Regions from separate parts of the Oryctolagus cuniculus genome. Here region 1 is linked to region 2. The links are chromatin contacts, called in public Hi-C maps. All regions are on one chromosome and are shown on one strand. Each heading gives the region's core, a stretch centred on a gene start, on an enhancer-like site or on the middle of the called end of the contact. The rest is flanking DNA. Distances are from core to core; before and after follow the strand shown.

The links. Hi-C and Micro-C count contacts between places; a contact is called where the count stands out from the background.
Region 1: a Hi-C map of an unstated tissue shows a contact between it and region 2, with 4 times the contacts expected there. The contact joins two enhancer-like sites. A contact is called at or near these places in 2 of 6 Hi-C or Micro-C datasets (ear pinna and an unstated tissue).

Annotation. Positions count from the first base shown.
Region 1 is chr12:101,877,325-101,881,931 of mOryCun1.1, forward strand. It overlaps C12H15orf40 (chromosome 12 C15orf40 homolog), which reads right to left. Exons shown (of 4, transcript XM_002722994.5): 4 at 958-4,377. The coding sequence ends at 4,282. Among named protein-coding and RNA genes, the nearest start is that of C12H15orf40, 5.9 kb to the right of the region's middle. Within about 2 kb of position 1,812, at least 1 of the 8 cell types and tissues checked has an H3K27ac peak or open chromatin away from gene starts, as enhancers often do.
Region 2 is chr12:101,709,121-101,713,640 of mOryCun1.1, forward strand. It overlaps WHAMM (WASP homolog associated with actin, golgi membranes and microtubules), which reads left to right. Exons shown (of 10, transcript XM_051834239.2): 9 at 1,423-1,912; 10 at 4,394-4,520. Among named protein-coding and RNA genes, the nearest start is that of WHAMM, 24 kb to the left of the region's middle. Within about 2 kb of position 2,076, at least 3 of the 8 cell types and tissues checked have an H3K27ac peak or open chromatin away from gene starts, as enhancers often do.

The sequences.
Region 1 (4,607 bases), core at 562-3,061, 170 kb after region 2:
TTTTTTTTTTTTTTTTTTTGATTCATGTATTTGAGAGCTAGAGTTATAGAGAGGGAGAGAACATCTGCTGGTTCACTCCCCAAATGGCCACAACAGCTGCAGCTGAGCCGGTCCAAAGCCAGGAGTCAGGAGCTACTTCCGGACTCCCACATGGGTGCAGGGACCCAAGCACTTGGGCCATCTTCTGCTGTTTTGAGCTGGATCGGATGTGGAGCAGCCAGGATTTGAACCGGTGCCCATATGGGATGCCAACACCACAGGTGGCAGCTTTACCCATTATATCACAACACCAGCCCCTTCAGGTGATGACGCTTGAAGAGGCTTCCCACGAGACAGAAGGTACCAGGACAGGATCCACTGCCGCACTGTCTACCTGGCAGGTGTTCTTCACTCATTCACTGAATTGGCCTCCTGATGAGAGATCAGTTCCCTGCCGACTGCCCAGCTCAATTCCATCTGCAAACACTCTATGTGGAACTCCTGGAAGGAAGCTGCAGTTAAGGGAGGTCCCTGACCACTCAGCTGACAACACTCTGGCCTGACAGCAAGGATCAGTGTGTGAGATTAGTGCTCAGTGCTCAGATTATGTGTGGTGTGGCGCCCATGTGGGAGACCAGGATGGCCTGGACCGTTTGCAGGCATTTGGGGAGGGAACCAGTGGATGGAACTCTGTCACGCTGCCTTCAGATAGACAGACAGATAGATAGAGAGCGAGCGAGCGAGAGAGAGAGAAATGTGTGTGCCTCTGTGTGTTGCATTACAGTGCCACCTCTTGGGTGTAAGTTGAAACTAGCTTCTCCAGTGCTTGGTTTCTAGTCAATACATTAAGAGTGTTTGCACTTTAGGCCAGTTGGGTTCTAAAACTTGCATTCTGCATTACTGTTGAACTACTGACCCAAATCCCAGAGGGGGATGCTGGTAGCCCACAATGCAGATAACCACCGCATAACACTGTAGTTTATTTTTAAAGATTATTTACTTATCTGAGAGGCAGTTACGGAGAGAGAGAGGGAAAGGTCTTCCATCTGCTGGTTCACTACTCAAACGGCCACCACAGCGGGAGCTGGGCCTATCTGAAGTCAGGAGCCAGGAGCCTCCTCTGGTCTCCCACGTGGGATCAGGGGCCCAAGCACTTAGGCAATCCTCATGTGCTTTCCCGCACCATTAGCACAACTGGATTGGAAGAGGAGCAGCCCGGACTCGAACAGGCATCCTTATGGGATGATGGCAGCACAAGTGGAGGCTTAGCCTAGTACAACATTGTGGATTTTAGCCCTCCGGAACTTCCAACACCACAGAGGTGCCACTACATCCTCTACTCTCTCCATCCCGAGGAGTATGGGATGGCCCTCCAGAAGCAGGAGCCAAAATCTCTGCCTGCCTTCAGGACAGGGGGAGCCAGCTGTCAGCGGAGGCCAAACAGCCAGTGTGGACTGGCAAGTCAGTCACCACGCTAACAAACTGGTAGCCAGTTTTGCAGGACTGGTTATTAGGGTGGGGGTGACAGATGACAGACAGAACATACCAGTCCCCACAGCTGGTGTCCTTCCAATCTCATTCAAAGGCAGGTAATAACAGGTCTCTCCAGACACAGTAGAGAAAGTATTCACTTGAAATGAATGGGTTGGCCCAGGCTCGAGACCCGGCCTGAGGCACATGTGAAGTCTGAATTCTGTCCTCCACCCTGGGTCTACCTCTGTGTTCGCGGAGGAAAACCAGGGCCCAGCTGAAGAAAGCTGTATTGCCTGAACTCCTGCAGCAGGCCAGGTGCCCAGGCGTTAGCCATGATATCCCCAGTGAGGAGCAGCTGTGTGGGCGTGGTCAGACTGCTGCAGGCCGCCTCAGGTTCTGTTCTCCTGTCTCTGGGCCAGCTCCTACCTCCTGCAAGCTTTCGATGACAGAGCCTCACTGGGATGTAACTCTGTTAAAGGATCCTGTTCAGTTTCTTATAAAAACTGAGGAAAAGTTTCCATGTTAGATAACGGTCACTTTTTTTTTTTAAAGAGGAAAGGTTTACTGTCAGGTGGGGGAAACCTGATGGGCCCGGGGGAGGGGAGAGAGCATGCGTGCTGGAAGTGGGTCCTGTTATACGTTTGCCAGGGGGCAGGGAAGCAGGAGCAGCGAATCCCGTTAGGGTGGGGGTGGAGCGGACACCTGTGGTTGGGCCATGGGCTTAGGACCGAAGCTTACTGCGCAAGGTGGCCACGGGGGCCAGAGCCTCAGATGGCGGCTCACGGCCATTTTAAATGAAGTAGGTTATTGTAGTTGAAACTGCTAGTTGCTAACCAGCATCCACTCCTTTCTTCATACTTTCCCGCTGATTGAGGACTCGTGTTGTAGCATGGCTTTCCCTGGAATCCCACATCCTCTGCCCTGGTGTGAATTACGAGGCTGAGTCTTTGGGAAAGACACACCAGAGCTGTCCCGAGTGGAGTCTGTGAAACCTGGAACCCTGGCCCTTTGCCTCCAGAGGGCGGCTGACCCGAGGATGAAGCCAGAGCAGGAAGTGGGTCCTCCATGACATCACTGAGCCGCGGTGTCAACACCTAAGCGCACCCTGCCTCTGGACCTCGCCAGTGTGTGAGCTCATAACCCCCTTTACTGCTTGCCAGGTGGGCTTTTCTGGAACTTGTAGGGAAAGCATCCTACCTGTGACCCTGTGAAAACCCAAGTCCGATATCTTTATGGCACACACTGGGACAGTGTGGGGAAAGGGTGGGGATGTGTTTAACAAAGAACTAGAAGAGAGGAGTCTGTGGGTTCCAGACACAAAGAACCGACAAGTGTTAACGAGATGGAAATGCGAATCACTCTGAACTGATCAGCACACATCGTGTACAGGTAGCAAACTATTACAGTGTACCCCATAAATGTAACTATGCTTTGACTGAAATTAGAAAGGGGTGAGTGCTTTAGCGCAGCTGGTTACGCCGCTGTCTGGGGGCCCACACCCCGTAAGAGTGCCTGGGACTGAGTGTCATCTTTACTTCCAGTCCAGCTCCGTGCTAATGTGGCTGGGAGGCAGCAGAGGGTGACTCAAGTACTTGGGTTCCTGCCGCCCAGTGGGAGACGTGGAGCTAGTTCCTGGCTCTGGGCCCAGGCTGTTGTGGCCATCTGAGGAGTGAACCAGCAGGTGGCAGATCTATCACTCTTTCTTTCAAATACAAACTTTTAGAAGTTTTCTTTAAAAAGTAAGGGGAAAGAGTGGGTGACTTGAGTCCAGACGGTGTAGAAAGAAGCACCTCTGGGGGCAGTATCGCACAGCGGTGTAGACAAGGACAGCAGTGTAAGACAAGGCAGCGAGCCCAAGTCAAGGCCTGCCGCTCCTGCGTGCTGCCTTCCTGAACACGCCATCCAGCGTCTCCCGCCCTTGGTTCCCAGCAACAAAGTAGAGTTGTGCCCGGTGGGCGGCTTCCAGCTCCTTCACCGTCGAGAGTCTTTACTACTGGCCTGACAGATGCTGTCCTCGCGCTTCTCCGTGAGCACATTTTCTCGGGCACTTATCAGACGAGGCACAGGACTGCGCATCAGCGCTGATGAGCAGGGCAAGGGAGCTTCTGATGGGCCCCTACACACACGGAAAACCGCTTCCAAGTCCTAGTGTTTCTCTGCGGGGTCCTCGGAGACCCCCAAGAACTGCCGGGCTCGATGACCGAGGTCACCATGGAGGAGGCAGGAAATTCAGTGTCTCCTCAGAAATCGTCAACGTGAAGCTGCAGGTCTTGATTATTCGTTTTCACAAGATGCTCAAAATTGTTGTGAAAACACATTTTTGCGTGTAGTATCGTGCTGAAATGCGCAGGTTCAGAGCAGTGCCTGCCTGTTTTTCCTGTCTCTGGTAAACTGGACTGAGGCGGCCCCAGGGCTCCAGACTTGCTACGGAGATTCCACGTCCGCGTGCAGCCAGGGTGATGCTCTCAGCCAGGGGTGGGGCATCCGGCCGCCAGTGCCACCCTGCACGCTGCGACCTGGAGCACTTGCGGGCACCGGAAGCCCATCACAGGACACAAGGGGCAAAGCCGGGTCCTCTGGAACATTCTCCCGCTGTTATCTGGTGATGCCGTGAAATCAGTCAGGTGTTCCAGGTCGTTTGGGGGTTTTGAACCTGTATTCAGTGTGCAGCAACTTTCAAGCTTCCTACTTTTTTCTGAGGCTTATTTACATTTAATACACACACATGCATTTCCCCACATTCTGTGCATCTGAACATTTTTTCCTGTCTAGTAGTCTGTTCATCATTAGCAGTAAATTCCTCACAGATGACTTTTTCATTTCTTGCTTTTACTTCTTCTCAGCTTCCCGTTTTAATTTCCCCAAGATTTCGTCTGGAGTTGTAGAGGCCAAGAGCTTCACCACCTTCTCCCGAGACTTACCACCCTGGACAGAAAGGGAACAGACACGCTCAAACCTGACGTACGAGACCCCGCACCTCCGCGCTCCCCAGCGCAGCCACACACCCTCACGGGGTCACACAGGGGCTTTGCTGAGGGCTTAGGCCGCACTTCCTCACGGCCCCTTCTGATCTAACCCAAGACTCTTAGATGCTTCCTGCCTGCAGGTGTTTACGAGACCCCAGGGTTTTACCTCCCCCAATTTCTGTGATAAAA
Region 2 (4,520 bases), core at 826-3,325:
GCAGGGAGCTGGATTGGAAGTGGAGCAGCCGGGACACAAATTGGTGCCCAAATGGGATGCTGGTATCACAGGTGGCGGCTTAACCCTCCAGGCCACAGCACTGGCCCCATCACCCAGATTTTCTGGGAAGTGAGTAGAAAAGTATAAAGTATTATGAACAGATCATTCAGAACATGAAATTACAAAAATACCATTCTACGTGGCATAGCGAGAAAAGTCAGCAAGTCTAGATTAGTGTCTCAGAAACCATGCTGAAGCAAACCATGGTTTCTGCCGCATGGCACGCCCAGGTTCTACTCTCCCCTCCTTCCTAAGTGGTGTGGACCACACCCTCCATGGTTTACATAGGGAAAATGGCTCAGCTGCTGTCCACTTGAGCTGGCCGTTTTCTTCACTTGGGATGAAGAATCCCTTATCACGTTGTCACGGAAGCATTGTGACCTAAGTGCATGAACGTGCTCTGTTATAAGTAAACGGGGGCCGGCGTTGTGTTACAGTGGGTTACGGTGCGCCTGTGCCACCTGCATCCCATGTGGGCATGGGTTCAAGTCCTGGCTGCTTCTCTTCAGATCCAGCTCCCTGCTAATGCAGAAGATGGCCCAAGTGTTTGGGGCCCTGCACCCACATGGGAGACCTGGAAGAAGCTCCTGGCCCAGCTCTGGCCATTGCAGCCATTTGGGGAGGGAATCAGTGGGTGGAAGATCCGCCCCTCTCTGTCACTTTGCCTTTCAAATAAGTAAGTAAGTCTTAATCAAATTCAAAAAAAGCAAAAAGTTTTCTGAAAAAAAAAGTAAATAGGAACTATTAAAGAATATCACTGAATTTATTGACCAGAACAGACCTGCTCTCACCTCCCACCCCTTCATAAAGACCCGAGGTGACTGGTGCTCCCAAAAGAGGGAACAAGACCTGGCACAGTCATCGACGGGACTGGAGTAGAGGAAGCACGGCCTGCTAACACTGTCCTGTGTGGGCCGTGCTGCCAGCGTCACACTGTACCTGGACCAGCAGTAGCTGCCATGACCGGAGGCCGTCCACCCAGGCCCTGCGGATCCTGATTTAATCGGGCTGGATCAGGGCCTGGGTGGGAGTCAGGGTCGGCAGGGGGAGTGGAAGGGGAGCCACGTGACCGCTTCACGAGAGCAGGGCCGTGAGGTGTGCTGTGACCGCTCAGGCCCTGTCCCCAGGGGGCGCTGGTCACCCATGGAGGTGATAGGGAGGAAGAGACAGGGCTGCAGCACTGTCATCGCCCGTCTGCTCGGTCCTGACTCAGCACGCAGCTGGCCAGCAAGCCTTTCAGATACAGGTGGGAGGGGTATTACAGTCTAGACCCACGTCCGCGTCGACGGATTGGCAGCCTCCCTGGGCATTCTGATGGTTTGCATTTGGGCTGAGTTTTTCACAACACTTCTTCATTTCCAGAAACGTCCAGCTCGGCCTGTACCAAGAACCTCTTGCTCTGAACCTGGGGCTCCAAACCCGTCCCCTGGCCTCTCCCCACAGACACCCTCACCCGCCGTGTCATCATCCCCGTGGGAACCCAGAAGCACTCTCTCACCCCAAGGCGCTCCTGTGAAGCCCCCCCGGTGTCAAGACTGTGTGGGAAACGGCCCTGCCCGGGTTTTTGTGACAGGTGGTGCCCAAACACCCTCCACATCCAGTGAGGACTTGTCCCTGCCGCCGCCTCAACACCCTCCCCTTTCTCTTCCCCCACCCCCACCCCCACCCCCACCACCGCCGCCGCCGCCGCCGCCGCCGCCGCCGCCGCCGCTCCCTGCTCTGCCAACTTGGTCTCAAGTTCATCCAAGTTCACACTTCAGGCCTACAGTCCAGGATGACCAGCCACTGCCTCTAGTGTGTGAGCAACCTGCCCAGAGGCCACGTGATGCCTGGGAGAGCCACCAGGGCCCAGGTAATGTCCTGGGACTGTGTCCCTGCTCCATGTTCCCACCCCAGGGGCCGCCGGCTGCTCCCCTGCGCCCTCAGAGTCCTCTGCGTGCCTGCCTTGAGCAAAGGGAGTGCAGCCGGAGACGCCAGCCCAGCTCGAGCACCCCGCCCCCACGCTCCCAGTGACGCACTGCGAGCGGTGTCTGAGGCTGTCAAAGAACCATCTGTCTCAGGTTTTTTTGAGACTTTGGTATGTGTTGGGTTTCTGTCACTGAGTGTGTTTACACTTGGCTTTAAGCTCACCGTTGCATCTCTGTGGGCTTCGTTACAGAATTAAACTCTTGCTCCTGAAGCAGGATCTTTCTTGGAAGCTGCTGTGGAGGAACGTTAGCCGGCTCTCCTCCCCGACCCCCTGGCTCACTGAGAAGCCTTGGCCCGGGCAGGCTTCTGAAAGGCAGTGGCCCGGCCCCTTTTTGTCTGTGCGAGTTCAGCGCACCCAAGTGAATATTTCCAGGCTGGCTGAGGGCTCTGGTTGTCGCTCATGGTTCTAGTTATGGCTTCAGACATCGTTGGGGACACTGTTTAAGACACTTGGGGCAGGGGAGGGGAATGTGTGGCCCACAGGCCGTGTAAGACCCATGAAGTTACTGGGTCTGGCCCCACCAAGGCAATCGTAGGCAGGACTCCAAATTCAGCGCATCTATAGCCAGCTCGTTTTCAAGTTGAGTGTTTTGTATGGCCCACGAAGGATGCTACAAAGATCACAAGGGTCCTTGGCAGGAAGAAGTTTCTCAGCCCCACTAGGCTGTCAGACTCAGGGCCTGCTGCTTTGGGGTCTGTATTTTAGAGAAGTCTTAGCAAAGTGCTCTGCCCATTTGCTTTTTTTTTTTTTTTTTTTTTTTTTTGGCAGACAGAGTGGACAGTGAGAGAGAGAGACAGAGAGAAAGGTCTTCCTTTGCTGTTGGTTCACCCTCCAATGGCTGCCATGGCCGGTGCATCGCGCTGATCCGAAGGCAGGAGCCGGGTGCTTCTCCTGGTCTCCCATGGGGTGCAGGGCCCAAGGACTTGGGCCATCCTCCACTGCACTCCCGGGCCACAGCAGAGAGCTGGCCTGGAAGGGGGCAGCCGGGACTAGAACCCGGTGTGCTGGCGCCGCAGGTGGAGGATTAGCCTAATGAGCTGTGGTGCTGGCCTCCCATTTGCTTTTAAAATATATATGTAAGCACGCCTGTCTGGAACACACAAGGTTCCTGTGGCAGCTGATGGGAGTGACCTGCAGAACTGGCCGTGTGAGTTTTCTGGTTAACTTAAGTTTGGGGTTTCTCTGTACCTAGCACTGGGTACAGACAAAAATGCTCACAACTGTTTTGGGTGGAGAGCTGGCGGCCCGTGTTCCCCAGGGTTTGCAACCACGGTGTGAGAGTGAAGAGCCAGAGCCCGCGTGGCCTGGGGTGCAGCTGGACGTGGGCAGGTCTCTGTAAGGGCCCCCAGGCCCAGCTCTGCGGCTGCGCACACAGTTTGGGGAAGCCCTGTGCCACTCACAGACCCTGCTCCAGTGCCCTGAAGGGGATGGGAAAGGGGGTTGCCCCGGCAAACCCCCTCGATTGTGGAGTTTTCTTCTCCCAGGAGGGAGCTTAGTAAGTTACAGTCTAAACCCAATGGGCAGGAGCTGGCAGGTGGCCGTTCAGTCCTGAACCAGAACTGGTTACGCCCCTGGAGACCTTGTCCGGAGGACGTCTAAATTAGCGGCAGCGGTCTCGCGCGTATCCAGCAGGTGATTAAAAAGCTCTTACCCCCTCAGGGGTCTCAAGGTAGCAGAGTGAGAATTAGCTTCTCCTCACCAGCGCTTTGAAACTCCGATCTCATTTGTGTCTTGACAGCGTATTTCACACCTTCCAAAAGCGAGCGTGTAGCGGGCTGGGGCAACGGAGGTGGAATTAAAACACGCGGCACACAGGAGACTGTTCATTGAGCTCCCGATTCAAAGGCTGCTTTGAGCCCTGCAAGTGTGGGAATCTTCTCACTTCTCTGCATAGCGTGACTCATCACCGGCTGATGTCCAAGAGCAAAGTTAAACCCAGCAGGGTACATTAAAAAAAAAAAAAAAAGAGTGTGCCGAGTGGGAAGTGAACAGGAGAGGACAGGAGGGGACAGGAGGGCGCAGTGAAGTCAGGCCCAGTGGCTCAGAGGATTTCCACCGCAGGAAGGGGTGACAGCCTCCGGCCCTCGAAGGGCAGCATTCTGACGGCTGTGCACGATGTCCCTCTAAGTGGCTCTGGTTTGAAGACGCTGGGTTGCACGTGGCCAAGATAAAATGTCAGCTGTTAAGCCGTCTTGGCCGCGAGCAGGAGCTTAACGCTGACCCGACGCAGGGCTTCAGCAGAGCCGCGATTAGTGATTATTTATGACATCAGGGCGCTAACTGATGCGACTGCTCTGGCAGCCCGGGAGGGAGAGAGCTCGTTTTCTCTCCATCCTAACACCTGCTGTGCTTCCTGGGTTGCAGGCTCTATGGACGAAGTGCTGGCCTCCCTAAGGCGTGGCAGGACCCCGCTCCGGAGCGTGGATGTGCCCGCCGGGCCCCCGCCCCGCGCCGCGGTCAACGAGCACATCCTGGCCGCCATACGGCAGGG